7 separate regions of the Mus musculus genome follow, and regions 1, 2, 3, 4, 5 and 7 are each linked to region 6. A link is a contact called in public promoter capture Hi-C and targeted proximity ligation data. All regions are on one chromosome and are shown on one strand. The core of a region is the stretch at or near the end of the contact, and the rest is flanking DNA. Distances in the headings are between cores, read along the strand shown.

Region 1 (3,551 bases), core at 402-2,901, 1.4 Mb after region 6:
ACCAGCTCCCCGAAGCTGTTGCTCTAGCCTTCAGACAAGTACTCTGGTGCACAACCCATAAGAAAACAAATATATATAATTAAATAAGAATCTGGTGCAATACTAGGGCTACCCATCGCTTTGGAATCAAACAAGAAATAGGAACCACAGGGTGACCCAAGTGACAGGGTGACAGAAGGGCTGGAAGCCCAACAGGGAAGTGACACAAACCAAGGACTCACAAAGACACTGGAGACACAGCCTCACCTGCTCAGGAGGAGTTAGAACTCAGGAGGGACAGAGGGAGGGAAATAACAGGCTTTTCTTTTTCTTGCCTTTCAGGCCTTAGTCACAATCTCCCGGAAGCTTGAGTCCTGTAGCCAGCCCACTGCAAAAACAGAACAGACTACCTACCCAGAGGCATTGGGCAAAAAGCAAAGAACAGCCTTTAGGTAAGAACTATCCAGGCCTAGGAAATTGCTTGATTTGGAGTATCTTTTTAGTACTGGGTACATTTCAAAGTAATAGAAATTTCCTCAGTTCTTTCTATTGTGGCTGCTGTATGTGGTGTCAGCTCAGACCTTTAATCCTTGTGCCAGGGGAATGGAGGGAGGAGGAAAAGGTTTGGGGCAAGCAGGGTTACACAGATTCCAGGTCAGACTGACATGAAAGTGAGTCCTTATCTCAACAAAATAAAAGCTGGTTATGCAGTGGATGGGGGGGGGGTGGGTATGCCCAGGGCGCGCGCGCACACACAAACACACACACACACACACACACACACACACACACACACACACACAATATACGGTAAGTGAACTGTTTCTCTTCTGTCCCCTAGCCTCCTACATCATCCACAATTACTGTTTCTGGGCTGATAATTACTGTTGGTAGCACTTAAAATCAGAATTTTGAGTGCCAGACATTTTTGCCGTTTCTCAGCTGAAATCTAGCGTGTCTGGTGTGTGTATGTGTGTGGGGAGGGGATGTTATGCAGAAGTGTAAGTGCCCATTGTGACAGTCTTCACTCAGGCACGAATGCCAGGCAGCAGCGCCATAGCAACCGGATCCCGGTCTTGGAGGCTCTCAGGGGATTTGCTGTGTCCTGGGAAAAGGCCACACTCTCTGGACTCACGTTTTTTGTTTTGTTTTGTTTTTAACGTAAATTATATCCATCGGAAGCGGTTTACACACGCCCACACGCCACTCTTGTCCTCTTCATCTTCTAGAATCTTTGTTTAGGAGGATCCAAAGTGATTTTTCTTTCCCTAAAGCGTATGTGCTAGTAGAAAGGAACGAGGCCCAAAGAAATTAGAAGAGATGTCTCCACACTTCTGAGCCTATGTATCCTTCACACATCCCCACCGGTCTTTTCTCGTCTGTGTTGCCTCCCAGGCAGGCAGCTAGTCAGGGGAAAGCCAAGAAGTAAGATGCCGAGCAGCCCTTTCCTCCAGCCATTGGTGGGGATGCCCTACCGGGTCTCCAAGGCTGCCGGCGCCGCTCCCAGGAAAACTCCAGGCTTCGCCGCCGAGCAAACCGGCCAGAGACAAACGCGCTGCACAGGGTTCTGGCCCAGACCTGTGGCTGGGGCGGGGCTAGGGGGCGTGTCCTCACGTGATTGGCCAGCCTGGTCTGGAGGCGGGACTGCCGGACGGACGCTGACAATGAGCCTCCATAAAAGGGAGCGGCGGGGTTGGGGGCCCCGGATCGAACCCTCCCCGCCCGGGGTCGTGACGCGTTGAAGCCCGTGGCTGGCGGGGCGGCCGGGCGAGCGGCGGGTGAGCTAGGCGAGCCGCGGGCCCGGGGTGGTCCGGGGCAGGAGGCGGCCGCCACAGGCGGTGCGCCGAGGTCTGTGCGAACGTCCTCGGCTATCCGGTCGCCCTTCTTCGCCTCGCCATGGCCCTGAAAGCCAAGGGCGCCGCGGCTCTGGATTGCTTCGAGGTGACGCTCAAGTGTGAGGAAGGGGATGATGACGACGAGGCCGTGGTGGTGGCCGTGATCCCGCGGCCCGAGCCGATGCTCCGAGGTGAGGGGGGGGACACCTCACTTCCGCTTGGTGGTCCGGGACTAGATCTCCAGGTCCCGGTCCCCGGTTCCCGGTCCCCAGGCGCTTCCCTGGGCCGGCATCTGCAGCCCCAGAGGGCCCTTCCCTGTCCGGTCCGCGGCTACGGCGCCCTCGCTCCTCCCCCACCGGGTTTGGAATCCCAGGCCTCTCGGAGCCCCCCTTCCTCCGCCGCCCCTCCCCCGCTCAGGGTCTAGAGACTTCCATCCACACCGAAGGAGCGGTTCAGGTCTTCCGGTTCCCTGCGCCCCCTCGGGCCCAGAGTAGAGGCCGGATTCCCAGTACAGTGGTTTGTGCCCGGCTGTTGTCTCCCGGTTCCGGTCTGTTTCTTAGGCCGAGGGGCGACCAGGCCTCTAGGCCCCAGGCTAGTCCCCCGTAGTGATAACGGAGGTGAAGGCTGGCGCGGCTGGCGACCTCCAGAGAGGGGAAATAACCCAGTAAGTAGAAGCCTCCACCCGTCCTCAATCCTCTAGGCCTTCTGTTTCAGGAGCCACAGGTGTCAAGTCTAAAACCCGGCATTTGAATGGAATTGCTAGTAGCACCCCGTTTGAGAAAAGCGGGACTTGCTTGGGGGTGGGTAACAAGCCATGTCATCTACATGGAGATTAGTCACCAAAGGAGGTGTTTGAGGGACAATCTGGGAATACATTGCTCTCCCTTCCCGTCCTCCTTCCCCAGCCTCTCTGGTCCAAAGGAGAAAACAAAGAGCTACCTTTGTGGAAGATAATTAGTCATGAAAAATGCAAATATTTCCTTAGGGTGGAATACCTGTTTCCCTTAAGCATGACAGTACCCAGAATAGATTGAGAACCAAATTGGTCATTGTGTTTCTTTAACTCATTTTTGGAGATGGGAGGGAAGGTTAGGAAATTGGGGGGTGGGGCACATTCCTCTCACTGTTTGGTGCATCACACAGGTTATTTTTTACTTGTGCTGGTTTATAGAGTGCTTAACCAAGATGGCTTCATCACTGTGAGAGGGAAGTAGACATCTACAGAGGTTCATTCTTCAGCTTTAGTGGGCAGCTATATGCCAAGCATATAGCTTCAGGCAGAGCTGAGAATGGTAAACAGTAGGGACCAGGGTAAGTGAAACCCTGCTCTTAAGTGTGCATCCAGTGGTAGCCAGCAGGTAAATATCGAATAGTATGTTAGGTGGCAGTGAGTTCTCTTTGTTGTGTGTGTCTGTGCCTGTGTCTGTTTGTCAGTTGCGTCAAGTATGAAGAGATCTGGGCAACTCTTGGGAGTCAGTTCTCACAGCACTGTGGCATTGAATTTGGTTCATCAGGGTTGGCAGTAAGAGCTCTTACTAGCCCAGTCTTCTCCCTGCCCAGTAATCAGTTCGTTTAGAGACTACAGAATGGGGATAAAGAGAAATGAGAGGCTAGTTAGAATTTGTTTCTCTTGTTAGGAAAAGTATCTCTAGTAAGAATGAAAGAGAGCTTAGAAGACCAAGTGGAAAGATTTTAGAAGCCTCTTGGCTTAGCTCAAGGTTCTAAGAACATCTAGAG
Region 2 (3,499 bases), core at 132-2,631, 1.4 Mb before region 6:
GCGGGTCTGCTCCATCCTTTCATGAACCGGTATAGGAATGCACTGCTGTTTGGATTCTGGGTGGTTACTTCTAGAAACCGGCTCCTTCTAGCCTGGTCGCTAAGGCCCTCCACCTCTAACTTCATGGGCAACTTAATAGGAACCCTGAGGACCCCGGGAGCACGTTAGACTGGCAGACAAGGAGTAAGAGGTCGGAGGGATGGCATTAGGTAGTTAAAAGGGAGATGGACCCAAATGTAGAGACCCAACAGATGACAATCCTGTCAAAGAATGCTCTGTCCTAAGTCATTCCTAGTCCGGCCCTCGCCTCTGAGGGAGGATATGGTCTAAAAAGAGAAAACAGGGCCACTAGACAGAAGCTGGGGTTCGTACTGACTCTTCCTTCAGTAAGCTACAACGGAAAAGGGACGCGACCCCGCGAAGTGTCTAATCGCGCGGGAGCCCTATTCCCTCAATAGTCGACCTCCCTGGCCCAAGTGACCTCGCACTAAGAATCCGAGTACAGTTTTACGACTCCAACTGCAAGCTGTCTTGGACCGGCTCAGGTTCATTACCCTACCCTCCGGGCTTCACAATGTACAGGTGATGCCCAAGCACCGGGTCCTCAGTGTCATCCCTAGCGCAAGCAGTCCTTTCCCACTTCCTTTCCGCTCCGAATCCCAACTTAGGGCCAGTTCTCTAGGTCAGACAAGGCTGTGTTCACCCTCCTAGCCTGGCAGACAGGACGCGACTCCCACTCTCTGCTCAGACTCCTCCTCCCACCACCGGAGGTTGCAAGTACCGTTGAACGGGTGCCTGGAAAGCTCATTCCCTCCTATCCAACCCATGCTTGAGACTCCAGAGGCAAAGCACGGATGTGCAACCAGCCCTTTGTTTGAGTGTGCGTGTCTCCGGCCACCGTCTACCGCTCCGGTCTCTCAGGCGCTTGCATCCCGGGTTCAAAGGCCTCTCTCCCCGCCAATGTCCCTCCCCGAGGTGCAGATGCGCCTATTGTCCGCTCTCACCGTGGCATCCTGACCCGCGTAGTGGCTGATGACCCGGGAGCCCCCCGGGTGGCGGCGGCTGAAGTCGCTGATGTTGTACACCTTCCGGTCGATCACGAGCCATCGCTCCTTCTCCCGCCCGGAGCGCTGCGCCACCTCCTCCCAAGTAAAGTAGCGCGTTTGGCGGAGCTGGGCGGAGGCCGGGCCAGGGGTCGGCACCGGGTCGGGAGCCATAGCAAGCTTGGCGGGGGAAGCTGGAGTCTGAGAGGTGCGCGCTCCGGGCCGCGGGGCAGCGCACGCCAGGCTCGCGAACTAGGGGAGCGTCGGGCTGCCTCGAGCGCGCGCCCGGAGACCGCCGTTCGCGCGCAGGGTTTTCAGCACCCTTGGCGCGGACCGCCGAGCCCCGCGGCGCGAGCTCCCATTGGCTGAGCCGAGTGGCGTGGGGCGCGAGCTCCGCCTCTCTCGGGTAGCAAAGACAGACTCCCCACTCCCCGGAGAGACTCAGGCTACTTCCAGCGGCAGAGACGCGCCCCCTCGCGGGGCCTGAAAGTGGTCTCCAGGCTATTCCACTTCGGAATTTATTTATTTATTTTTTTATTGAGCATGGTAGGGATTGATAGGATAACGGTTCCTTTGAGTGCGTCACAGCTTGATGTAGCTAAGGCGGAGGTCCCAAGGGCGCATAGAAGCTTGGTGTGAACATATAGAAAAGAAAACAGTTCTCATGTTGCTCAGGCCGGCCCCAGACTCACTGTGTAGCTGAGAATGACCTTGAACCTCTGACTCTCCTGAGTTCTGGGTTTACAGGCACTGCTTTCCACGTTCTGTTTCATACAGCAGATTGTGCTAAGGCAAACGTTCTGTCAATTTCCTGCCCCTAGGAAACACGTGACAAATTAAACACAGTGGCTTTAGCAAACAAAACAGCATCCTGACCCAGTAGCCGTTCAGAGATCCCCCTTCCTAGCAAGGTGGGCAGTTAGCATGTGTGGAAAGAAAGAGGACTAACATAAAGAAAGAGACTGATTGGCTACAGTTCCAGGCTTTTGCTCACGTGATAGCCCAACGCTAACAGAAGTCTTGTCTGCTATGATTGGCCGTCACTTTTGACTTACAAGAATATAGTACTTAGGAACACACACACACAATTAACACATGCACGCATGCACACACACACATGCACTAACTAAAATGTGATGATGATGATGATGGTGGTGGTGATGATGATGATGATAACAATACTAATGATAGCTCTATGGTTCAGGAGGAACAGTTGCCTGATGCAAAACCCAGTGACCTGAAATGGATCCCTGGGACCCACAAGATGGAAGGAGAGTACTGACTTCCACAAGTTTTTCTTCTAGCCTACATTGCCTGCAATTCATGGCAGCACACACACACACACACACACGTAAATAAATAAATAAATGCAATTTTAAAAACGATTTTAAAACAAAAATAAAACGAAGAAAGGCCAGCCTTGCCTTCTTTGTATGTAGTTTAACATTTGCAATTAGCTTTAGCATTTTCTATTTCTAGTGATCTTAGTTTCGTATTGTGTTTTGTTGTTATTTTTGTCCCTGGAAGCAGTAGCCCTGGCTGATCTGGAACTCACTGTGATGAACAGATTAGCTTCGAAGTTGCAATGATCGCCCTGCTTTGGCCTCCCAAGTGCTGTAATCATAGGCAAGCACCACTGTGTTTCACTATATTAATTAGAATTATACAGGTTTAGTGGCCTTAATTGTCAGGAGACAGTAGGACGCAATCAATCGTGAAGTTTGTGTGACAGCCTCAGCAGTGGTTACACCAGCAGTGTGTAGACTGGTGAATCTAGCAATCTCTATTTCTGGAAGCATGAGCTTCTTTAGAGCGCCGTTTGCCAACTGTGGCACAGAGCCTGTTCTCTAACAATTCTGTGTATTGTGGGTCTTTCTGCAATAGGGAACTTTACTGGGAACAAAACATCTCTATTCTCCTTGGAGTTTCGCTCTTGCTCTGGCTAAGTGTGAGAACTAAACTGTCTGCACGGACATTCCTCAGCCTCAGTTTCCCGTTCTTGATAATGGTGCTAAACCATTCTGGCATAAGAAGTATTAATTTTATATGAAAAATTTATCTTATATCTTACTACTTAAAATCTTTTAATTTTATTTATTTATTTATTTATTTATTTATTTATTTAGAGTATTTACCTGTGTGTGTCAGTGGAAAAAAACCATACATGCCACAGCCTATATGTAGATATCAGAAGACAAACCTGCGGGAGTCTATTCTCTCCTTCTATCATGTGGGTGTTGGGGACTAAACTCAGGTCATCAGGCTTCTAGGAAGTACCTTTACCTGCTAAGCGGCCTTGCTGTCCCTTTATCACATGTTTTGAACAATTAATGCTTAGATTGCTGTATTAGCTGCTTTTTCCCAGCTGTGCCAAAATACTGACAAGGTGCAGCTTAAGAAGGAGGGTTTAATACGGCTCCTAGTGCGAGGGTAGGCATGGGCATAGCATAGGCAGA
Region 3 (3,580 bases), core at 887-3,386, 1.4 Mb before region 6:
ACTGTGGAAATTACAATCATTTTGGCTGCGTGTGTTAAATTGTATTACCTTTATTTACTCTGTGTATATGTGTGCGTTTAGGTACCAATGAGTGCATTTTGAGTGTAATTTGTCAGAGGACAAATTACAAGAATTGGTTTTCTCCTTCCACCATGTGGGTCCTGGGGACTGACCCCAAGTCACCAGGCTTGAAAGTAGGTGCATTGCATTTACCTGCCATTTTGCAGGTCACTCCTCATCTCCTTTCTTAGACGTTAGAGGACAACTTTCTGAGAGACGCCTTCTGCCATGCTTGAGGCAAGGTCTCTCTTGGGCTTTGGTCACTGTAACACGCATTCCAGGGTAAGCAGCCCTAAGGCTTCTGGACATTTCTCTTGTGTCCATTTTCCATCTTGCGGTGTGTGAGTTCTGGGGTTACCACATCTGGCTTTTGTTTGTTTGGTTTTGAGACGGGGTTTCTCTGGGTAGCTTTGACTGTCCTAGAACTCACTCTATAGACCAGGTTAGCCCCAAACTCACAGAGATCTGACGGCCTCTGCCTTCTGAATGCTGGGATTAAAGTCATGCACCACCATCGCCTGGCCACACCTGGATTTTAAAAAGTAATGTGGGTTCTAGGATCCAACTCAGGCTATCAGGCTTGCACACCAAACCCTTTGCCCATGAGCCATCTCCTAGCTCTACATCACATCTTAAAAGTAGGGACGTGGCAGGCTTTGTGGTAGAACATTTGCCTAGCATGCATGAAGTCTTAAGTGTGATCCCCAACACTGGGAAATAAAACAAACAACAATAACAACAAAGAATGGCAGCAGCCACTTTCAGTGAGATAAGAGCAGCTAAGAGTCAGAGGATAATGGCTCTTAGGGGTTTCTAGCTAATGATCACTATGTAAGTCATGGATCTGTCTGGGGGAAGACACCTAAAGAAAAACGCTTGCCCACAATTCCCACTGCTTTTGGATCTGTGTCCAGACTCTAAGCCGTTAATTTGTACAGGAAGCCGGAGCCTACACTAGTACAGACAGCTCAAATTCTAATGTAGGAGTACTGCTTTTCATTGCCTTAGGGGGGAGCCACGGGGATCTCCTGGCAGAAGACAATTGGGATAATTCTGGCCCTACTGAATCCTCAGTCTGAGTTAAGTAGTTATAACACTGTTTGTGTCACAGGGCTGATGCATGATTGGAGAAAGATGAATGTTGACACATCTAGTTTACTGCCCGGCACAGAGTAACTGCTCAATAGGTATTTGTTTCCTTCCTAAAGTTGCAGAGAAGACGATGAGATAATCCCTGTGAAAGGGCTATAAACGTAAAGTTCTGTACAAATGTTAACTTCCATTGTCACTTTCTTGCCAATGTTTCTAAAGTCCAGAACATAACAACTCCAGAGAAGTAGACTGAGCCCATTGTTCTAGGAGACACAGGAATTCAATTCAGTAAACAATTATGTCCCCCTTCCCCCCTAAAAGAGCCAAGGACAATCGCTGCCATTTATGGAACCTCCAAATGCAGGCCCAGTGTTGGGCAACAGGAATACAAAGACGAATAGACATCATCCCAGAACTAGATGCACGTCAGATGGTGGTCACTAGGAGGCGTGGCAGATTAAAAAAAAGAAGTCCAGGAAACGTGGCAAGAGGTGTGTACAGACTGAGAGCTCCCAGAAGACAAGACAAGTACCTATGAGAGTTACAAGTGTTTTACCAGGAAATGGTATTTATACAAGGGCCTTGCGGGATAAGTAAGATTTCAGCAAGGGAATCCTTCCAGATAGAGATAACTGATCATAAGAAAGAAAAATAAAAACGCGAAGGTTTTCAAAGTGCACCCTGTGACCTTCAGAATTATAGTCAACAACATCATAAGCACATTGTGATGGAAACCTCAGCCTGAGGAATACACGGTAAGGGGCTTGCTTTCCCGTCCCTAACTCAAACTAGAGTTTCAGCGGCGTCCCACCCACCGGGCACTCCATACTGAGGCCTCCGCGGAAGAACGCGGTGAGGACCGGGCACACAAGAGCCCTAGGTCCTGGCCACAGCACTGTCCGTTAACTCCCATCATCTCACCATTTTGCCCCGCACAGGATAAACCACCGATCCGCCACCGGAAGAACACGTCGGCAGGAGCAAGCGCACTGAGCAACAGGAAAAGGATGTGGTCCCTTGCGCGTGGCATTGTGGGACTTGTAGTCCCATGTTCTCAGGAGTAACGGGAACTAGGACTATGCGGACCTGCTGTGAGTAGCATGGAGTCGGACTGTGGGAAAGGGTGGTGTGAAGTTTAGGTTTTAATTCATTTTTTCCCCAGAAAGAACGCCCACTATGAAAGCTGCTATCGGACCTGGTGGGGCATACACTACATTTCCCAGGAGGCTGTTCGCGCCTGGCAGATCACGTGACGAGAGCGCGGGCTTTGGAAGGCGGCGAAGCTGGGAACGATACTGAAAGAACGGGCTCGGGACTGTCCAGAGAACGCTGTGGACTCCAAACCACTGCTAGCTGCTTAAGGCTCGTGCACTCGAGACGGGGTGAGGTCTCGCGGAAGCGTCTCTGAAAGCGGCAGAGCCGCGGGAACAGCACCGGGCAGCCCGGGCTTGGGCCATTCGCTCTGCTCCGAACATTCCTCTTCGCCGGTAGGAAGAAGGTAGTACCCTCCTTCCAGTGAGGACTCAGAGACCAGAGCGTGTTCATCCTAGGGCCCTTGTGAGGAGTATGGAGCGGGGAAGTTCTGTGCCTTTAATAAGGAAATGGGTTCATGTTCTGCTGACATCCAGAGACAGTGCTTTCTTGTATTTCTGACTGAGGCAGGTGTTGGAAAAGCCCCAAGGACATTTCTGGTGAAGGGAAGTCTGGAAGACTCCGTAGAACAGTGGGGCCCAGTTAATACGGTGATTAATCAGTAGGCCTCTGGGGAGTGGGGAGCAGGGGAACTAGGTGTGTTTTTATCCTGCCTGCAGCCATTTCATTTAAGGCTTTGCTATCTGGAAGGTCCTGTGGAGGCGGGACTGAGACTATCAGGACAGAACAGGTTTCCCTCTGTGTGACATGATGGGTGGTAATAGCCTGTATTCATTCTAGCAACGTAGTAAGTGAGGTGTGAACCATATGGTTGACTAGGGAACATGGCACGGCATCTGGTGATGTGTGTATTCCATCTGGGTTTTTGGTTGACCGGTTCTGCAAGGCAGAAATGGTTATTCATTCTTATTTAACAACTCAGAAGTGACTTGTGTTACACAATCTTGAAGATGTAGAGCACTTGCTAGCAGGAGTGAGGGCTCTAGCTCAGTCCCCATTGTTATACCCACACACAGAATACCAGATTCAAGGATGAGTTTTTTATTTGATTTCTGGTCTGAGGATTCAACATGGGACTCCATGCATGCTAGGCAAGCCACTGTACCAGGGAGAGCTACAGTCTTTAGCCTTAAGACTGAGTTTTTGCTGCTTGTATTCTTAGAGGAACCACAGTAATACGAACCAGGAAGAAGTAAGGAAGGAGGGCAGGAAGAAGACCAAAGAGAGAAGCAGGCCTCTTCACTAGGCTTCTGTGCTATACAAGTAACGTGTGCTG
Region 4 (3,613 bases), core at 989-3,488, 1.2 Mb before region 6:
CTTCAGGGGCACCCATCTTGCGTAAGTTGGTCACGTGGTCACCCAGTTCTTTAATGGATTTCACCTGTTCACTCAGATAATACGTCTCAATGAAGTCACATAACTAGGAAAGAGAACATGGGACAAAGTTACTGGTCAGCTCTCCCAAGTCCTGCGGCAAATCATCTCCTCCACTCATCCCACGTTTCCGATACTCACGTGGGGATCATTCTTGTCAGTAGCCAGTTTGTGCAGTTCCAGTAGTGACTGATTCACACTCTTTTCCAAGTGCAGTGCACACTCCATTGCATTCAGCCCGCTCTCCCAGTCATCACGGTCTGGTTTCTGAATGAAACATCGGGTCAAGTCATCTACCAATCAACCCAAGCCAGGAAACACCTCACACTGAGCCATCATGCTCTGGGCAAAGGATTGCCCTCAATTTCCTCTAAGCTTTCACCGCAGGATGCTCGACAACTGCCATTTGCCAACAACACAAGGACAGAAGCCTCAGTGCACCATCATTTCCTGAATAAAGTCTAACCGCTCATTTAGGGCACCCCTAGGATCTACTTACCTTTATATCCTGCAGGAAGATTCGGCCACCTCGCTGGTTCTGCAGCTTCATCAGTTTCTCGGCATGCTCCCTCTCCTCATGAGATTGGTGGAGAAAGTATTTGGCAAAGTTCTTCAGAGCCACATCATCTCGGTCAAAATAACAAGACTGAAAGTGGAAAGGGTACATGTTACTGATCTCCACTGCAAGGCACCGCAATGGCTGTATGCAAAGGCTGTGAGCCATCCTACTCGGCCTTTTAAAAGTTCAGTAAGGATGGGAAGGCAAACCTTGGGACTTGGCTTTATCAAGTGTTCTACGGCTCGGTATTAGTGCAGAGAAAAAAATTTAAGCCAAGCCCAAATCTACTTGTCTAAGAGGTAGGGTGCTAGAGTATCCTGCATTGGGAGGCCATTTTTCTCCTCCTTCACCAATCATGTAAAAAGTAGCTAACACAAGGTCACAAGGCTTCCAGCTCTACAAACAACCACTGATTTATAAAATTAATGCATCATGCCCTGTTAACAATTGAGGGCATTGCATTTTAGCACAAATATATTAGGAGAAGCTTTGATTTTCAGTTTTAAGCACTCAGTGTATTCATATTCCAGGAATGACAGCCACAGAAGTTGGACCTGTTTCAAAGTCCAGGCCTTCCCCAAACCTGTTTTTCAGAAACTATTACATGGAAAACTTCCTTGTCCAGCAATTGATAGCAGGCTTTTCCCAACAAGTATGTACCTACCACTTGTTAGTAAGCCACACTCATGCAAAATAAGAAAAATACAGTAACATGATGCCTTGTAAATGCAAGGTCGGGGTGACACTGATAACTACAGAAGGGGAGATTCCTAGCGATAAGTTTCAATGCAAGTGAGGCTCTGTGATAAGCAGAGAGGTGGAGGCGGCTGCTTTGAAGGGGACAAGAGTAAGCTCACAAGAGATAAGCCTCTTTACACCAGGCCCCAAGGCTGCCACTCGACACCATGACCAAGCAGACCCGCCATACTCCAGGAGGAACTGGAGCAGGATGCATAACCAAACAGAGAAGCTTGTAGGCCACGTGATCGGAGGGGACGAGCGTGCAGAAAATGCACCTAACTGCAGGGTTGATTGGCCAGGCTGACAGTCGTACTGCCCTAAGGCTTCAAAAAAAAGTGGTGTAATGACATGCCTGATCTATGCAGGAGCCACAAGGTGCTATGTGCTCAGACTTGCCACGGCAGGGCTGCCTGCCTTAGGAAAGAACCCCGAACAAACTCCATTTTCCAGAAGGGCGCTGGAAGGCGGGGAAGCCCGCAGCAGGCCACGCCCCGACCCACCCTCCGCCGGCTCCCCAAGTGGCCCTGAGGAGGCCGCACTCACCATAGACAGATAGACGTAGGAGGCATACAACTCCAGGTTGATCTGGCGGTTGATGGCAGCCTCCGCGTCCTGGTGGTAGTTCTGGCGCACTTGCGAGGGAGACGCGGTGGTCATGGTGGCGGCGGGGCGAGGCGCGGTGGCGACGCTGGAGCGGCGGAACGACGAAGTTGCAAAGGGCTCAGGCTCGAAGCGGCCGGCGGGGGTCGGAGGGGTCGAGCACCGGGTTCCGTTCAAGCACTGTTGAAGCAGGAAACCGCGGCGACTCTGGGCGAGAACGTCTGGCGCAGGAGGGGACAGCGGGCCGCACTTATAGCGGGATCCTGCGTCAGGCGAGCGCTGGCCAATCAGCGCAGCGGGCCGCGCCGCCCCGCCTCTTCCTGTGGGCGTGTTGCCCAAACCCGCAGGGCGCGGGCGGGGAGGAGCCTGTGTGAGTGTGAGGCGACGCAAGGGGCTCTGAGCTTCTGCAAGAGCGGTGCCTGGCAACAAGCGCGCTGTTTCTGTGGCCCGGGGCGGGCGTAGTTGGATCTAGCCGTACTGCAGAGGCATCTGGGTCCCAGATGGGCACAGAGGGTACCGATGAGGATGATTTTCAATTCTCACAGGATATCCCTAAACTCTAGGCAAAGTGCGTGTTGTTAGTCGTGACATACACCAGACAGCGACTTCGTCTTACAAATAGGAAAATGGAAGCGTGGCGCTGTAAATGGCGAACGACATATAAGTTGGACTGGGAAAGAGCGGCTTTCCCTCCTTCAGAATCTGTGGAGAGAAGCTCAGAGGAGGAGTAGGGGAACTATTGGCGAGGAGGTTAGGGTCTACCCTGTTCTTCTGACTCAAGCAACCCCGGCTTTTTGCTAAGGCAAACATGGCTCTGAGAACAGTTGAAAAAACAAAGGCTAAGAAGGCGCATTTCTCCTTAGAGCAGGACAACAGCCGTCTGTCTATAGGGCAATCCTGGGGCCAAACCATTTAGGTTTCTGAGAAAGCCCCTGGTGATGCTTGAAATTAAGAGACGTCTCTGGATTAGAAAAGTAAAGAAGTGACCTACGTGTGTCTGTTTCAAAATGGTCTCCTTTATCTTTCTCAGTAACCTTTGGGTTTGTCCTTGGAGTGAAGTTGATGCTTGCAGAATGGCAGGTGACAGGTGCAGGAAACTGCAGAGGGACAAGCCAACTGTGTCTATCTTGTAGCTGTGGCCCAGCTTCAAAATGGGTGCGAATTCTTGGATAGCAAGCAGAACTAGAGATTAGCCACTGCGTCTTGCTAGGCCCTGCCATCCACATCCACTTGTGCTCAGCCTTGTCTAGTCTTTAACACAGGTGGAGAACCAGCAGATGCTGTTCATATTCTCAAAACTGGAAGTTGGACTTCGATTTTGTTGTTATTGTTTTGAAGCAAGATTGACAAAGTTACTGGATCAGTAACCCAGACTGGCCAGGGACTCTCTGTGTAAGCCAGGCTGGTTCGTCAGAGAGCTGGGATTATAACCCTCTTCCCCCCTTTTAAGGTACGTCTACTGAAATACATTACTAGTACTTAGTCTTTTAAAACTACACGTTATATATGTTCTTTTCAGGAAAGATTTCAGTGGTAATCTAGCTGCAGGATGCTTCTGGATAAATATCCTGGAGTCAGACTTCAGGACGATGGCCCTAGGAGACTGATGCTGAGCTAAAGTTGATGAACAAATTCCCTTTGGAAAGTGGAGGAGGG
Region 5 (3,597 bases), core at 722-3,221, 1.4 Mb after region 6:
AGGAACTGTCAGGTCTTCCACTGGAGGGACACCTAAGATACAGCTGTCAACACCTCCAGGGAAAGGAGTTTCTCGGACCTGGACTTCCCCAGAGTCTGGGAGGCACAATGACCCGAAAAGAGGAGGTCGGAGGGCCAGCAGAGTGACTACCGACTGCTCTTCAGACTGGGGAGCAGCCACCACCCATCACACCCATTAAGTCGTTCTAGTTTATCTCATTTGTGCTAGCAGGGATGTGGTTGCTGCCAGCCCTCCCAACAGTGTGCACTTCTGGGGCCTCTCCAACCATTAGTGTTCTTTCACTTTGTCAAAGACACCCAGAGCCCTCCTTGCAGTGCTGGCTGACCATTTTTTATTTAGAAAACTGTCTCCTGGCCACAAAGACGAAACAAGCAGACTCTGGCATTCTCTCAGTACAGAATCCCAGAGTCAGACAAACAAATGACAGGATCAGAGAGGGCTCTTGTCCTCGTGTGGAGTTGTTTGGTTTTTTGGTTTTTTGGGTGTTTTTTGTTTGGTTGGTTGGTTGGTTTGGGGGTGGTTTTTTTGTCTGTTTTGGTTTGAAGGTTTTGTTTGTTTGTCTTCCATTACTTTTTTTTAAGGTAGAGGTATAGAAAAAACATTAGATTCAAGATCTGGCTTCACTGGTGCCTTGCCCAGTGACCTTTGGTAGGTCAGTCACATCCGCTCTCTGGGCCTATACGCCTTTGTCTGCAAATGCACTGACTGAATAGCTAGCATCCTACTAAGCATCTTTCCAGTGCAGGACCACTGTTAAATCTAAGGCAGACTGGCCCTTTAAGAGCAGAAAGAAGAAAAAAATAAAAGAAAGAAAGAAAGAAAAAGGAGGAGCTGAGATTTTTTTCAAAAAAATAAAAAGGGGGGGTGGGGGGCGGGGGCTTATAGGGAGAGGAGCTCAAAGAGTAGAGAGCACTCTCCCTAGTACGGATGGAACCTCCGCTGATCTAAAGGCAATGAACCTTACAGAAGGGAGACAAAAAAAAGCAGTTGGTTTTAAGGGCCAACTAGGGCCGGCAGGTCTTGGTACAGCTGACAAACTGGGGCCAAAATCGATTCTGAAACGCGACAACGCACGGGTGGGGCATCCACCTTCGTGTGCGAACCCATCCCTCACTAAGACCTTCCCGACGTGGGGTATGACAGACGGGGGCCCCCAGGACGCAGGCTGCGCTTTGTTTCTCGTAGCGTAACCGTGAAGGGAAGAGTTCACGTCTCCAGCAAGGCCACGCAGAAAGGGATGGCATAACCGAGAACAGCGGAATCCCGAGCTATGCTACTCTGGGGAAAGCCTCAGAAAGGGACAGAGGGACTGGGAAGCCTTTAAAAGACAGACCACCTGGGAGTGTGAAAGAGAAAGGGCGGGAGCCGCAAGTTCCAGCACCTCGACTCCCACGTCGCTGCCCCCCCCCCCAAAAAACGAGCAACGCGGGGCCCTTTAAGGAGCAGGGATCCGCCCCAGCCCGGCGGGCAGACCCCGCCACGGGCAGGGAGCGCCCCGCGGGCCTTGTAGCTGCTCTCTGCGCCCACCAGGTGGCGCCCCGAGCCGCCCTGCGCTCGTCCCCCGCTTTGTTCGGCGGCCGAGAGGGGCCCGGAGCCGCAGCCCTCCCCTCCCCCACGCCGGGGCCCCCCACCCCCGGTCGTCGGCCCCAGATCTTACCGCCGTCGTCCTCCTCGGGCTCCGTGCCGCCGCTCGCTGCGGTGGGCGGCAGCCGTCGGCCCCGTGCCGAGGTCACTGCGGGCCCGGGGCCGCCCCTGCCGCCGCCGCTCCGGCTCCGGTGGTCCCCGCCGGGCTCCATGCGCTGCGCTGCGGAGCGGGGGCCCCGGGGCGGCGGGGCGCGGGGCCGCGGAGCCAGCGGCGGCGCACGCGGGGCGCTCGGTGCGCGGGGCCCCCGGGCGCGGGGCGCATTCACGGGCGGCCGGCCGCACGGACGGCTGACTGCTCGCTCGGCAGCGCGGGCTGGACCGGGGTGGGGATTCCTGTCTGGGGCCCCTGGGGCTCCTTTAAGGGCTCCTGGGTAAATTTAAAGGGGCCGCGCGCAATTTCCTCCTGCCAGCTCGCGGGGGGCTGGTGCGGGGAAAGCGGGAGGTGGCAAGTCCGCAACGGGCGCTTGTTACGGACGCGGGGAGCACGGTCCTCAGCGCCCTCGTGGGTCCGCCCTGCCGCGTCCGCAGCTGCAGCTCCGGCTGGTAAAGAGTCGCCGAGGTGACCAGGGGCGCCCGTGTCCAGTCCGCTGCGACGCGCTTCAGCCACCGCCCCCTCGGGGCATCTCCGAGCGCGGCTCTCCGCAGCCCGCTAGCAGGGGACCGCCCGGTGCGGCGGCACCGTTCCCCTCTCCGGGGTGCCTCGTCCTCCCGCAGGAGCTGGGCGCGGGCCCCAAGCAGACGCGCCTGGCAGGGGCCCCAGATGGCCGCGGCCCCGCGGAGAGGGTGGAGCCGTGGGGGCTGCCGCGCCCCCTCCCGCGGGAGCCTGGGGCTAGCGCTGGCAGCTCTGGCTTCTACCGGGGAGGGGCGGCGGGGCGAGGTTTCCCTGGAGCCGGCCAGAGTGAGGGCGGCGGCCGCGAAAGCGCAAGCCGGGAAGAGGGGCGCGCAGAGGAGTGTAAGAGAGCTAGCACGCTGCGCCTGGCCAGCCGGCGTTCCGAAACAGAGGTGGCCCTGGGCTGGAAGCCGGAAAGAGAGGGAGACTGCGGCGGTGATTCAGGCTCCTGCCCCCGCAGGCCTATAGGTACCGGGTGAGGCACTCCGCTCAGCCCCGGGCTCCTGCACAGGACGAAGGTGCAAAGAAGGGACTGGGATCCTGGTGATGGGCAGCTGGAGATTCGCATCCCTAGGCTGGAAAACCCTGGGGCGAATTCTGGCTTCGGCCGAGGGACACCTTCAGGTCTCAGGCTCCCGGTAAGCCTGGAGAAGGAACCTCGAAAGGTTGTAGGGTCGAGGCAACCTGGGGTCCTGCCAGGGCCAGCTGGAGAAACAGGTCCTCCCTTAGCCTTTGGTTAGTCGTCCACAACAAAGCAGAGGCCTGGAGATCCAAATTACAGGATGCCAGAGACCATGAGGGTCTAGAAGTGGGTTTTATTCCCTCCCTGTCGGGGAGGCACACCACAGTCAAAGAAGGCACCATTCATGGAGTCATTCTCACACTTAACACCTACTATGTGCTACAAGAGCTGACACTCTGGACATGCAGCAGTGAACAAGATTGCTACTAATGCGGGTAACTTAGACATCCTCAGTTTATAAAAAGGAAACAGTTTCAGCCCCTTGGGAGTAAGGAAACTATTAAATTACCCGACCCACAGGAAACCATTCTCCGAAGTGTATATGCCAAGAGGACAAGAGTCACTGGTGGAAATCACACACACACACATACACACACTCACACGTAGTCTCCGGAATGACTTGGGAGAGATTTCACCTTGGGGAAATATAAGTCCCTTTCCATAGCACTGCTCTCCCACGGTTGGCTGCCCTTCAGTTCACCTCTTGGACTGAGCAGAGCCACATGCTCATGGGACGGATGAATGCCGGATGCACCACGAAGTGGAAGGTTGCTAGGCCCAGGAACACAAAGAAAAGGAC
Region 6 (3,419 bases), core at 161-2,660:
TTATTGTCCTGGTAGTCTCCTCATCCCTAAGGGTTTTGCATCGTCTGAGAAGGGTAAGCCATTTTTCACAGGCTCCGGTAGGCACCCACAGTGTTATCAAAGAGTTGAGTGTTGGGAAAGTGTCCAGCTTTGTCCAAAAGGAAGTAGAAGCGCCGGCCTTTGACTTTCAGAGGCAGCATAGCAGGAACTTCACCTCTGTGAGCCATGCAGGAAATCTGGTTCAAGGGAACTGTGAAACAGGTACCCAAGCCAAAGGGGGCATAGGTGGTCAATGTCACCTGCTGCCCTCCTGCAAGGAGCATGACAGACCGCACAGATCGGAGTGAGTAGAGGAGACCAGCACCAAGGACCAAGACTCCTGCAGGGAGGCAAAGTGGGGTAAAAGGTTATACAGACACCCCCACCCCCACCCCTTAGAGTCAAATTACTGTAATGGAAGTAACAGTTTTGAGCAATTACACTCTAAAACTCTAAAAGGTTCCTAAATCCTTTTTTTTTTTTTTTTTTTTAAGAAAGGTAGCTAGGCAGTGGTGGTGCACGCAATCACTAGGGAGGCAGAAACAGTTGAATCTCTGACCCAGCCTGGTCTACAGAGTGAGTTCCAGGGCAGCCAGAGCTGAGAAACCGTGTCTTGAAAAAACAGACAGGGTCTATTATTCCATGCTGGCTGCAAGCTTGCTATATGTTCAATAACTTTTAATTTGTGATCTTCTGTCCAAATCCAGATTACATCTGGATGCCATCATATATGTTAGGCAGTGTTGGGTTCTAAACCCTAGACCTCATGCATACTAGGCAAGCAGTCTTAGAAACCAAACTGAGCCACGTCCCCCACCCCATCGACATTTTTATAGATAGCCAGCTCTATTGTTAAACGGAGAAAATGCATTTGTGGCTTCAAAAACCTGCTCGTGGCTAGTATGAGGGGCAGATCTTGGCCTACTGTATGCAGGGTGAGGGTGCAAGGCATTCAGGGACTTTATTACACCGCACCCATATCGTGTGTCCCACTTACTTTTTTGGAAGCCCCTTTTTGCTAAGTGAGCGTTGTGCTCACAGCCCCACAGCAATCTGGAGCCCAAGCGCTTACCCATCGTGCCGCAACCAACAGCCAGCCCGTAGCGCCAGAGTGCGGAGCGCAGGTCCTGGTAGCTCCGGTTCGGAGCCTCCGCAGGTACTCGGCTCAGAGGTCTGGACAAGGCTGCAACAGCCAGGGAGGTCCAGAAGATGCCCTGACCCGCACAAAACAGTCCAAGGATGGCAAAGAAGCGGCCCCGCTCGTGCCGGAAGAGCAGCACATCCCGTGGGACGCCATTTTGCAAATACCGGGGCACATTTTGGGACCGCAGCACAGACAAAAGGTGGCTGACATTCCGCAGCGGCACAGACGCCACCATGGCGGCGCACTTCCGTCTCCGGGGCGGGACTTCCTATCACGGCGAACTTGCCCACCCCTCCTGCATTGAGGGAAACAAGCCAGTAATGGGACACAAACTACAATATCACTCTTTATCTTAAAAAGTAAAGGGAATCCTGGGGTTAAGTACACAGAGCACCTAAGTCCTTCGGGTAGTTTAGTGTCAGCTCTACAAAGTAAGCTTTGGCTTCCTGGCACCATGAGGCTCAATCTTCCGGAAGTCTTCTCTAAGTCTTCCAGAAGGTAGGTGAGGAGGATGAAGCAGCCCTTCCTCCTCAGTCACAGTTACAGGGTGGCCTCGGGCTGGACAGGAGACGGCAGATGACAGCCAGACAATATTATCCAGGGGCTATTTACAAGGGGACTTTTCTTGTGATCATTTCATAAACGCTACTTCTGGAATCTCTCCCTTGGCCTGCAGAAAGATAAAATGTAAGTAGAACCAGGCACCTCTCTCCCACCTTCCCTGCCCAGCTACTGTAGACTCCCTGGCTGTCCTGGCATTCTCTATGTAGACCAGGCTAGCCTCAAACTCAGAGATCTGGCTCCCTCCTTCCTCCCAAATGCTGGATTAAAAGGCAAGTATCACCACACCCAGCCTTCATCTGACCCTTGTTAAAGGCTCAAGAGATCCATTTTTAGCAATAAAAAAAATTCCCATACTTTACCTTGAGAAGAGTGAAGGCCTGAGCAGATCTGGTGTAGTCCCAGTTATTGTCTTGAAGGCACCTAGAGTATGATTAAAATAGGAAGCCACATAAGAACCAAAATGCAGTCAGTCACCAAAATCCAACCTATAGAAAAAGTCACCAATGTTTTTCATTAAGTTTACACAGGGTCACACCACTTGTACAAATGAAACATAAAATGTTTACCAAAAACAACCAACGTGTAGTTTTACACTGGTAGGGAAGGATTTACACGGTTTAAAAACTATGTTCCAGCTGGGCAAGGCTTTTAATCCTATCACTCTGGAGAAGCTGAAGCAGGGAGGTATCTGTTTGAGGTAAACCTGGACTACAAAGTGACTTCCAAGCAGCGAAGGCACAAGTGAGACCCTGACTCAAATATAGAACCATATATAAAAAGACTTTGGTACTAGGTATGCACCTATAGTTCTAGCTCCCTTGGAATGCTCAGGCTCACTGGAATCTAGGACTTGGTAAGGAGTTGAGCCGGGTGTGGTGGCACATGCCTTTAATCCCAGCACTCGGGAGGCAGAGGCAGGGGGATTTCTGAGTTCGAGGCCAGCCTGGTCTACAGAGTGAGTTCCAGGACAGCCAGAGCTATACAGAGAAACCCTGTCTCGAAAAAACAAAAAACAAAACAAACAAAAGCCAAAGATGGCGTGGTGGCACACACCTTTAATCCCGGCAGGCGGATCTCTGAGTTCGAGGCCAGCCTGGTTTACAAAGTGAGTTCCAGGACAGCCAGGGAAAACAGAGAAACTGTCTCAAAAAAAACCCAACCAACCAACAACAAAACTTGGCAGCCAGGTCTGCTGGCTCATGCCTTTAATGCCTTCAAGGCCAGACAAGAGTACATAGTAAGACCGTGTTTGAAAAGGGCTCAGTGGCAGCGACTGTGCAGCATATGTGAAGTCTAGGTCTAATCTGTAATTCCAATTGGGGAAGAGGGGAGCCACAGGTAGCTAGGAAGGGGACAGAAAACCAAATCTTCATTTGTGCTTTAAATATTTAAAAATAACCTATGCAGAATTCTTAGTAGGAATCTTTTTATCAAAGCACTATATAATTCACTGTCAGGCCATCCCCTTGTTCCTCCTATCTATGATCAGCACTCACTTCTGAGACCACTCAAGGTTCATGCCAGACTGGGTAGAAAATGCTTGCAACATTTCCTGCTGTTCTGGGGAAAGCGTGGGTACTGGACTGGAGGAAGGTGTGGGTGCAGACATGGCGAAGGCTCTTTGGATTTCTTCAGGGCTGGCATTCCGCACAAATAATTCATCATTTACAATACATAGCCTTGGAGACAAAAA
Region 7 (3,227 bases), core at 656-3,155, 1.2 Mb before region 6:
GTGCAGGGGACTAAAGGCATGTGCCTCCATGCCAAGCCACACCCAGATTTTAAAGCCGGCTTTCTATCTCATAGAAATACTAACAGTGTTGGCTTACAGGTGATTCAGTTGGGCTCCTCCCAGGGACTTAGCAGTGAGTGGCCTGCCTGCCCCCCTAGGTGCACCAGGCAGCCTGGAAAAAGGACTGCTTGCACATACCGCCTCTCCCCCCACCCTTCCTACGCGTTCCCAGCTGGCCTCTCTTTCTCTCTTTCTGTCCTTCTCTGTCCCCCCCCCCCCCACCCCCCACTCGGTTCCAGTCTGTCTGCTTCTAATCCTTCTCCAGGCCCTCATTCCCTTTCCTTCTCCAAATAAACTTTCTTTATACCAGGTCTGTCACATGGTGTGATTTCTCAAGAGGACACCTGGGCATGGGCCCACCAGGTACCCCGGCCCACTGCCACATTATACTTCATACCAAACAGTATATTTTAGTATTTTAACAATCTTGTCTTATGTAGGTCCAAGCATGATGATACATTTTCTAAAAGTCCCTGCTGCCTTCAAAGGGACTGAACTTTCCCCAGACCCTGTAGACAACCTGGGGTCTTCCTGTTTGCTTGGCCAGGGTAAACTTATCTTAAAGAGAACAATGTAACCAAAGTTACTATGCCTTGGATGTCCCCTGCAGTCATCGTTTTCATCCTAAACTAAATCCCTGGCTTTAATCTGAGAATATGTACTCTTCCATTCCCCTGTCTATGTTTTGGTAATCATTTGCTGACAGCAGCCAAGAGGTTGAAAGAAGCCTTAAACAAAACAAATATCACATATCTATTAGAAGCAACTTGTGGACTTAGGTTGATAACATCTGTTTGAAGTTAGTGCAAACAGTTCTGGTAACTACTTCCTTTGTAAGCCCTGTTAAAGATCTCTGTAAAGAGCCCCCCACTCTCCTGCCATACCATGTTCTCTGTGTTGCTAAAAAAACTACCAAGCATACCCCTTGTTACAACCAGACAGAAGATACAGGGGTGGAAATAGAGAGTCTAATTTCAGCTCACTTGTTAGATTCCCAAACCCAGAACTAAAGGCCACCAGGTTCTCCCAGCATCCCTCTGTCCCTGCCTGTTACAGGGTATGGCTGGCATACCCCACCCCCTACCCTGAACTCTCCAGCCCAGGCACAGTCCTCTTTGATATGTTAAATAGGAACTTCAGTTAGCTGTTTATCCAAGTTTGAGATCTAACAATCACTCTTGCCCAGCTACTACAGGAAATCTTTTTTTATTCTATAATATATTACTGAGATATCCAAGCAAGTATTCTTTTATATGATGAAAGGGAAATGTTTCAGATACTAATTTTTTGGCTATATGAAGACCATATGATTAATCTCAAAGGTAAGCAAATTTACCAAAGACTTGGGAATACCAGTGAACAGTGAGGAGGACGTGACTTCAGGGTCCTGTCTCTGGTGATTAAAGTGACAAATGCCCCATAGATGCAGCAGTTTGAACACTTGGTCCCTAGTTGATAGCATTGTTTGGGAAGGTTTACAAGGTGTGGCCTTGCTAGAGAAAGCATGTCACGGAGGGCAGGCTTTGAGAGATTATAGCCGCCCCCGCCCCCCCCCCCCCCATTTGCTCTCTGCTTCTTATTTTCTGCTTTAGGTATCTTGCAGAAGGTCAAAATCATGCTTGGCTGCATGGGGTGTGTGTGTGTGTGTGTGGTGGTGTTGAGGTCAGCCTAGGCAGGAGACCCTGTGTCAAAACAAACAAACAAAAAACAAACAAAACAAAACAAAAAAACCCCACAAACAAGCCAAACCTAACTTAACCAAACCAATGTGTATCAGATCGTCCCTGAGCTGGCAAGTCCTGAAGCTTTGAAAATCTAAGTTGCCATGGCAACCTCCTGGGTGCTAGAAATGCCAGAAAAGTGGGATATCTGCCACAGAAACAAGCCTACAGGCATTGAACAGAACTGGGCTCCAGAGAGGCCCTGCTTGCTCATTCTCACATCAGCGACAATACCTTTGAGCATGGTGTGGTGTGCATGCAATCCCAGCACTCTGGAAGCCAAGGTGGAGAGCAAGCAAGTTCAAGGTCAGCCTGAGCTATATATAGTAAGACTCTGTCTCTGAAGAAAGTGACAGTATCTTTAGTATAAACCCCCCAAATTTTAGATAGGAGAAATGAGGAATTCTACTGTAAATGAGGCAAAAGGTGGCTTTGGGAGAGGCCAGGGCAGCTTTTAACTCAGGGTATGTGGCGTGGACCTTCTTGACACGCAAGCCCTCTGGCTATCTCGGATCTGTAAAAAGCAGATTTTAGGAACCATCTTTTCCCATGCTTTGCTCCCTCCTTTTCCTGTTTGGATAACATTTAGGATTTATGAGCTCTGGCTAGAGGGGCTTCCCTTTTTCCCAACTCTTTCCATTTTGGTTCCCTCAATATTGGAAACTGCTAGGACTGTCTCTTTCTACCAGAAGTCAGATGGGGTCACCCCTCGTAGAGTCCTTTTATCTTTCTTTTAATTGATCTTTCTCCTTTCTTGCAGCTGGATTGCTTTGGTTTTTTTGTGCTTTCTTATCTTGGAGCTGTTTAGGCTATAGCTCGACATGTCCCCAGCCATCTTTTCTGGGCCTTTTCCCAATGGCCCTCAATCCTGTTACTTTCCTCATTTCTCCTTTTCTCGTGGTACTGCAAATGGTACCCACAGTATTCACTGGGTAACTCGATATATGTTTGTGGACGCGTGATGACCTCAGACTGCCTTCCCTCTGTTCTCAGCTTTCAGGTCTCAGTTTCTCTGGAGCTGACTCAGCACAGGAACGGCCGCTTTCTGGATGATAGGGTTTGCATTGCCTTAAGCTGGGAACATCTTAGTGTTTTTACCACAACTTTGCCCTGAGTATGTTTGAAGAATTATTCACTGCTACATGGGTGACTTCTATTGAATTCTTCATTCATAAGCAAAAGGAAAAACAGTAAAATAAAGAGAATGCCAACCACAAATTATTCTAGAATAAACAGCTGGAAGTATCAGTTAAAAAAACAAAACAAAACAAAACAAAACAAAACAAAAGGACGCCTAAACACTTGAATGCTTTAGTTTTAAAAATATTTAGTTTTCTGTGTGCCTGTGTGTGCACACGTGACTGACAGAGGACAACTCCTAAGAGCTGCTTCTTGTCATCGGCTTTACAGTCATGGTGGTCTAGAATGTTCTCTCAGGGATTATGC

Evidence for each region. Promoter capture Hi-C pulls out the DNA fragments that hold promoters and counts their contacts. Capture Hi-C pulls out chosen DNA fragments and counts their contacts.
Region 1: a promoter capture Hi-C map of adipose tissue shows a contact between it and region 6. A contact is called at or near these places in 12 of 39 promoter capture datasets (the 3T3-L1 cell line, 3T3-L1-derived adipocytes, HPC-7-derived erythroid cells and 7 more), 3 of 130 datasets of targeted methods (embryonic forebrain, pancreatic cancer cells and stem cell-derived neural progenitor cells) and 1 of 9 other capture datasets (adipose tissue).
Region 2: a promoter capture Hi-C map of pre-B cells shows a contact between it and region 6, with 3 times the contacts expected there. A contact is called at or near these places in 9 of 39 promoter capture datasets (the 3T3-L1 cell line, the C10 cell line, the HPC-7 cell line and 6 more), 1 of 484 Hi-C or Micro-C datasets (B cells) and 2 of 130 datasets of targeted methods (astrocytes and embryonic forebrain).
Region 3: a contact with region 6 is called in a targeted proximity ligation map of pancreatic cancer cells. A contact is called at or near these places in 4 of 39 promoter capture datasets (the 3T3-L1 cell line, cranial neural crest, frontonasal cranial neural crest and 1 more) and 2 of 130 datasets of targeted methods (extraembryonic endoderm stem cells and pancreatic cancer cells).
Region 4: a contact with region 6 is called in a promoter capture Hi-C map of second pharyngeal arch cranial neural crest. A contact is called at or near these places in 8 of 39 promoter capture datasets (the 3T3-L1 cell line, the C10 cell line, the HPC-7 cell line and 5 more), 1 of 484 Hi-C or Micro-C datasets (CD8 T cells) and 5 of 130 datasets of targeted methods (acute myeloid leukemia, astrocytes, bone marrow-derived dendritic cells and 2 more).
Region 5: a targeted proximity ligation map of craniofacial prominence shows a contact between it and region 6, with 4 times the contacts expected there. A contact is called at or near these places in 4 of 39 promoter capture datasets (cranial neural crest, hippocampal neurons, liver and 1 more) and 3 of 130 datasets of targeted methods (craniofacial prominence, pancreatic cancer cells and stem cell-derived neural progenitor cells).
Region 7: a contact with region 6 is called in a promoter capture Hi-C map of hippocampal neurons, with 2.6 times the contacts expected there. A contact is called at or near these places in 5 of 39 promoter capture datasets (the C10 cell line, HPC-7-derived erythroid cells, cranial neural crest and 2 more), 1 of 484 Hi-C or Micro-C datasets (B cells), 1 of 130 datasets of targeted methods (astrocytes) and 1 of 9 other capture datasets (adipose tissue).

What each region holds. Positions count from the first base shown.
Region 1 is chr19:7,381,126-7,384,676 of GRCm38.p6, reverse strand. Spindoc (spindlin interactor and repressor of chromatin binding) reads left to right here and starts at 1,651. Exons shown (of 6, transcript NM_001033139.3): 1 at 1,651-2,005. The coding sequence starts at 1,876. 1700105P06Rik (RIKEN cDNA 1700105P06 gene) reads right to left here and starts at 1,674. Exons shown (of 1, transcript NR_045703.1): 1 at 1,116-1,674.
Region 2 is chr19:10,180,770-10,184,268 of GRCm38.p6, reverse strand. It overlaps Fads1 (fatty acid desaturase 1), which reads right to left and starts at 1,381. Exons shown (of 12, transcript NM_146094.2): 1 at 1,005-1,381. The coding sequence starts at 1,217.
Region 3 is chr19:10,202,758-10,206,337 of GRCm38.p6, reverse strand. It overlaps Tmem258 (transmembrane protein 258), which reads right to left and starts at 2,136. Exons shown (of 4, transcript NM_026919.1): 1 at 2,074-2,136. The coding sequence starts at 2,076. Fen1 (flap structure specific endonuclease 1) reads left to right here and starts at 1,945. Exons shown (of 3, transcript NM_007999.6): 1 at 1,945-2,243; 2 at 2,319-2,650.
Region 4 is chr19:9,981,271-9,984,883 of GRCm38.p6, reverse strand. It overlaps Fth1 (ferritin heavy polypeptide 1), which reads right to left and starts at 2,238. Exons shown (of 4, transcript NM_010239.2): 1 at 1,901-2,238; 2 at 557-703; 3 at 199-324; 4 at 1-103. The coding sequence starts at 2,014.
Region 5 is chr19:7,415,999-7,419,595 of GRCm38.p6, reverse strand. 2700081O15Rik (RIKEN cDNA 2700081O15 gene) reads right to left here and starts at 1,971. Exons shown (of 5, transcript NM_175381.6): 1 at 1,679-1,971. The coding sequence starts at 1,817.
Region 6 is chr19:8,768,987-8,772,405 of GRCm38.p6, reverse strand. It overlaps Tmem223 (transmembrane protein 223), which reads right to left and starts at 1,410. Exons shown (of 2, transcript NM_025791.1): 1 at 1,091-1,410; 2 at 1-358. The coding sequence starts at 1,397. The coding sequence ends at 66. Nxf1 (nuclear RNA export factor 1) reads right to left here. Exons shown (of 21, transcript NM_016813.2): 19 at 3,223-3,405; 20 at 2,086-2,146; 21 at 1,496-1,832. The coding sequence ends at 1,794.
Region 7 is chr19:9,921,154-9,924,380 of GRCm38.p6, reverse strand. No RefSeq gene overlaps it. Among named protein-coding and RNA genes, the nearest start is that of Gm50340, 23 kb to the right of the region's middle.